Linked DNA regions of Mus musculus: region 1 is linked to region 2. The links are chromatin contacts, called in public Hi-C maps. All regions are on one chromosome and are shown on one strand. Each heading gives the region's core, a stretch centred on a gene start, on an enhancer-like site or on the middle of the called end of the contact. The rest is flanking DNA. Distances are from core to core; before and after follow the strand shown. Region 1 has its middle 96 kb from the start of Gm32240. Region 2 has its middle 4.9 kb from the start of Gm12708.

The links. Hi-C and Micro-C count contacts between places; a contact is called where the count stands out from the background.
Region 1: a contact with region 2 is called in a Hi-C map of Th1 cells, with 2.2 times the contacts expected there. The contact joins two enhancer-like sites. A contact is called at or near these places in 2 of 15 datasets of contacts at CTCF or cohesin (both in the NIH/3T3 cell line), 4 of 484 Hi-C or Micro-C datasets (B cells, CD4 T cells, Th1 cells and 1 more) and 1 of 115 datasets of contacts at active chromatin or transcription factors (CD8 T cells).

What each region holds. Positions count from the first base shown.
Region 1 is chr4:95,302,186-95,304,885 of GRCm38.p6, forward strand. No RefSeq gene overlaps it. Among named protein-coding and RNA genes, the nearest start is that of Gm32240, 96 kb to the left of the region's middle. Within about 2 kb of position 1,331, at least 135 of the 459 cell types and tissues checked have an H3K27ac peak or open chromatin away from gene starts, as enhancers often do. A contact at or near this core is called in CD8 T cells, Th1 cells and regulatory T cells, where this site is marked.
Region 2 is chr4:95,187,005-95,189,704 of GRCm38.p6, forward strand. No RefSeq gene overlaps it. Among named protein-coding and RNA genes, the nearest start is that of Gm12708, 4.9 kb to the right of the region's middle. Within about 2 kb of position 1,272, at least 31 of the 459 cell types and tissues checked have an H3K27ac peak or open chromatin away from gene starts, as enhancers often do. A contact at or near this core is called in CD8 T cells, Th1 cells and regulatory T cells, where this site is marked.

The sequences.
Region 1 (2,700 bases), core at 81-2,580, 120 kb after region 2:
TCACCTATATGAAGATCTTCTGGGGGATAAGTCATGCCCTGCTCATCCTCTCCAGCCTCATCTTTTCTAAGACAGTAGCGCCGGAGGAGCAGTAGTACCAACTTTGGTAGAAACACACTCTCAGGCCCTGCCCAGAACCACTGATGGGGAAACCCTAGCAATTGGGTCAGAAAGCTCTACCCAGTCCTGTTGCAGCCTGAGAACTGCAGGCCTGTAAGTCTCCCACAGATCTGTCCTGAGGTGCTGAGATAGCTTTCAACACAGCTTTGTTGGATTTTTCTAGCTGCCTTTCACTCTACTGCAGAATTATCTTTTTATATCATGCAAGAGTTCTGCTTTGAAGCCTCCAGTGGCTTCCTCTTGCACGTAGAATTCAGTTCAGCTCCTCCGGTGCCCTATAAGTCCCTCCATGATCTGGTACCCGTAGCTACCCTCCATCCATTCTCAGCTTTCTGGATTGTTTTGGCTTCTTGGACCCTCATCACTCCTCCCTCAACTCAAACCATGTACTAGGGCAAGTGGACAAGTTGACCTGAACCACTTATCCAATTCTTGAGGAAAAGTGGTCAGGGGGAAAGACAAATACGCACAAGTAATCTGGTAGTTTCTAAAAATCAAGGCAATTGAAATAGCAGTGGTGAGTTTCCCTTGGGGGCCTTCCATCTGCAGTCATTACAAACTTTGTTCCTAAAGGTCAAAGGTGTGGGTTTTTCTTTTTAAACCTTTGCTCTCTAGGTTTCTCATCACCCAAACCCATGTCTCCTTTGTTGGCTTGAGATCATGTCCACCTTGTGGGGATGATAGGAGGAACAGATAGTATACAGAAAGCTCCCATAGTCCGCAGGGGACTTGTTCTAAGATGCTACAATGCCTAAAAGTACAGACAGCATGGAAGTATGGGTGTGCAAGGTTTTCCCACACAGACACACCCACAATAAGGTTCAGCTTTCAAATTAGGCCCAGTAAAAGATGAACAATTACAGATAGAACAGAACAATTATAACAGCAGGCTGCTGCCAATGTAGGAAGTGTTTCTAAGTCCTCTGTTTAGTGTTTTCAGATGGAGGCTGACTGCAGGTTCCTCAGCACCCAGGGAATAACCCCAGTGTTTGAGCCAAGGCATCGGATGGGAAGCGTGCCCCTGACAGGCCAGACTCCACAGTACCACACTCACTAACCTCTGAGGCAGCTGGAAATCTGGATACTGTGAGGAGCAGCAGTGTGAAACTAAGTACATCCTAAAAGCTCTGAAGCCTTGGGGGAAGACAGGGTTGGGCCAAAAGAGAAAGGAAAGTGCCCCTACTGCTGAGAAATCTCCCTCAGGGGGTGTCCAGCGAAAGCGAAAGTGGAACCCCTGCCAGTCAGATTTACCAGAAGGGCAGTGGGGCTTATAGAAGCCTTTCAGAAAAAGCAACAGCTGAGCAGGAAACCAGGCAGTTTCTGAGAAACCAGGAACTTCAGGCTAGAGTCTGGCAACTCTTGTTTACAAACCCCAGGACCACCTGCACCCAGATGTGTTAGCCACAGAGTGGGTCATGGTGCTCTGGGAACAGTATTCTGAAGCAAGGAAACTGGAGCAAAAGCCAGGGTCACTTCTTCAGGACCCAGGACTCCCAAATTTTGGAAAAAAACAGCATAGTTGTGGCTGCTGGGAGAGGATGGGAGACAACTGGACCTGAGTGAGTGGAGCCTTCAGTCAGTTCTCATTCAAGAATAGATCTATTTATTTACTTAATTTATACAAACCTGCTATAATAAAATGAATAATGGATGCTCACTGAGTGTCAAGTACAAGTCAGGGCAGCATGCTAACTACTTCAGCATACTCAGAGCAAGTGCCCGAGGTCCCACTCTTATTTGTACTTGCAGATTGGGAAACTGAGGCTCAGAGTGATAACCAAGTCACATCCCAGCTAATTCACAGAACTAGGACTTGTCTACTAATTGGTGCTGTGCTCATAGTCATTATGTCTAATGAGGCTCAAGTGTAATTGCCTGTGCTGAAGTCAGAGGTTGGCACAGAGAGCAGTGATCATTTATTAACCTCTAGATCTGCAGTGCCTGGGTCCCAGCCCAGCATGTGATAGCTGCTTCCTAATGTGAGCAACTCATGAGCAAAAACAGAAGACTCAAGAAACTACAGACCCAGTCTAACTTCCTGGACCCAGAGTACCAGGGAACAGAAAAAAATGTGGATGTAGAGGGCCTTGAAGGATATCCTACACCTACCTAAGGACTACAGAGAAGATTTCAGCAAGGTGAAGTTGGCAGCAGGCATCCCAATGAGGAAAGAATCTGTGGTCATATTGTCAGGAATGCTTCGAGTGTTCTCATCGATTTGACATAGCAAAGAGGGATGGAGTAAATCAATGATGATGAAGGAGAGAGAAGGAGCAACAAGATCTGGGTCTTAGGAACCTGGGGAGAGGGTACCCTTCTGAAATCACCAAGGACCACTGAAGACAGTAGAGCAGGAACATGACTGAGGGGGACTTGCCTCGAGGGGCAATTCATTGTCCTAACTATAGTGTAGTGACTTATTTGAGGAAGAAAGGGCTAGAGATGGGGGAGCCCCTTGGGAACAAGGATGAAGGTTTGAACAGGTAGAATCCATCCTCCTGGAAGAAGATGAAGACATATTGGACCTGCAGGTGCGACAAGGCCTAAACTTGTTCCCCACTTGTCTTTCAAGGCAAGTAT
Region 2 (2,700 bases), core at 22-2,521:
GTCCACTGTGAAGGAAGGTAGGCCTACACACACATGCACACACACATTTCCTTGGGGTCTTTTATTGTATATATCTCTGTTTGAACATAAAAAAAAATCACTCTCTCCAAACTCTTCTGTTAAAATGTATACCCCAGGAAGCTGTAATTCACTTAAACACAGGATTGTTACACCTTCCCCCAGATCCCTGTTGTCCCAGGAAGACCAGCATCACTCCATCTGGTGCTCTTTGACCCCGGCTCTGGGGATTTTTACCTTTACAGAGATTCATCCACCCACACTCAGAGCCACACCTGGGTTATATCTTGGAAAGCTTCATTCCACCCATGATGTCTCAAATAACAAGGTCCCATTCCCTGACCCTTGGTCCTATCTTTCAAAGCTCACTGGATTGGCTCTTTGACCATCTCCTGCTTTCCAGGCTCCTGCATCCATCTTCCTTTCCCTCTTAGACTTTAAGATCTCCTAGGCTTCTTAATCTTGGAGATCACCGAAGCTTCCCCCCACAGCAGTGAAAGGTGAACGTACAGCATGAGCAAGCAAGGAGCTGTATGTAAATGAGCCATTTCTGTTCATTTGTCTTTGCATCATGACCTTTCTCTTCCTGACCTAGGCACCTACCTTCCAGGGACACACAAACATGAATGAGTCTGTGTAAATATGGTTGGCCGGGTACCTGGACCAGAGTAATTGCTACTGAAACACAAGTTCTTACTCTCATCGTGAAATGATCGTAGGGGCCACACATGTTACCTTGTAATGTGTCTGAATACTTCTCTGGTGAATCGAGATTCCAAATGCTGTCTTCACCCCATCTCAGTTTCCCCAAAATTTTTTTGTCTAAATTTATCTGCAGTTTTCCTGTCTGATTAATTTTTCTTCTGGATTCAGAACCAGTTGGGTTCTGTCTCTTGACCTCAGGAATTAGAGTGCAGAAGTTGGACCAGCAAAGATTAAACATTCACTCACTTATCCACTCACTCATGCATGCCTCCCTTCTAAATAGGAAGGGATCTAAAGAACAGTGAGTTGAAGATTGAGACCGGAAGAGTCAACTAGGTCAGACCTAGTTTTCTTTTCCAAATGAATGCACCTCATCTCTTGCTATTGCTCACCTATCTAAGTATATCCAGCAACAAAGATGTGAAAGTAGGAAGGCTGGGCTGCTGCTGCTGAATCAGGCCATTTTGTCACCATCCTTGGTTATAGGGAGGAGAGTACCAGAGATGAGTCACTGGTGGCTGTCTTCTGAGGAGATAATGAAGCAAAGCCAGAGTGACTTATATTGCAGCCACAGACAGACAGACCGATAATGGCATTTCTTTCCTCCAGACAGTCTCCTCAGCGGCTGCTGATGACTAAACCTCCCCACCCACCTCATGGGTGTGGCTTGTAGGTAGCTTAGCACCCAGGGTTGATGTACGTGACATTAGGGGAAAAGTCACAGGTACTTGCAGATATGAGTCTCAGGGAATTTTCCCCTGAACCCTTTACCTGTCAGTCAGGTACATATGTCTTTTACAGGCTCAATAGCCACCCATTCCATTTTTGAGAAATTGACTTGGAGACAAAACAGGCTCCTGTTGACAGGGCTGTGAAGAGAAAAAACAGATGGACCATTCTAGGATAGTCCAGTAATCCCAGCTGATGATCTGAGGAACTTTGTGGCCCATGTCAAAGTGGCTTGCCTATTAAGTACTGTAGGTGTAGGTACAATACCCACTTGCAACCAAAGAGAGAAATCGGGTTTGCATAGAGTACTGAGATATTTGCCTTTTCACTAATATAGTTGTAAGATATAAATTTATATATTTGCCTTCCTAAGGAAAAGGAGTCTACAAAAACAAAAGTGTTGAAGGCTGTGAAACCAGAACACAGCTCTGCCTGGTCATCTCCTGGGTCTGGTCTCCCTTCTATTGAACTTAGCTCCTGACAGCTTCGACACCATTTCATCCCCAGGTCCTTGGGAATTCTTCTGGAACCATCCTTTACTTACACAGCAAGCTGCCTGCCTGTGCAGTGTAGAGCACACAGAATTCCCAGGGCTACATTCAGCATCCTAACCTTCTACCGGTTTCCACTTTGAGCTGTTCTCCGCCCCATCACGACCAGCTCTCTCTGGTCAGAAACAATGCAGCCCACATGCATTGTTCCTGGGACAGGCTGAGTGAATCTTGTGTGCCGGTGGGTCTTTGTACACCCAGGGTCACTTTGCTTCAAAGGTACCATTCCCCTTCCTGCCCACAGGCCCTCATTTACAGTGTGGCTACTTAATTGGATAGATCCCTGTACAAACTAACACTCTGAGGTCCTTGTTCAAATATCATCAGGATGGCTGAGCAGAGCATCCTACCATGTGTGTAGCTTTCTGCGCTCAGAGCCCTCTGTATGACTGCGCACATCATGAGCCTCTCAGGCTAGAAGCCAGGGTCTGGACCCACCATTCCTTTTCCCACCTCACCTCAAATATCATCTGCCTTTCTCTCCCAAACAAATGGTGGCAAGGCATGACGTGTGGTGCATCTCAGAGCCAACTCATGCTGCCATTGGTATATCTTTATTTTGCAGATGGGCAAGTTGATGCAAGCTGTCATTTGAACTGAGTTTCCGAATACATGGCTTGAATTCCCACTGCCTGGGCTCTGAGCCAATCTGAACTGGTTCTTTTCTTTCATCTGTCCTCTTACCTCTGAAGATCCC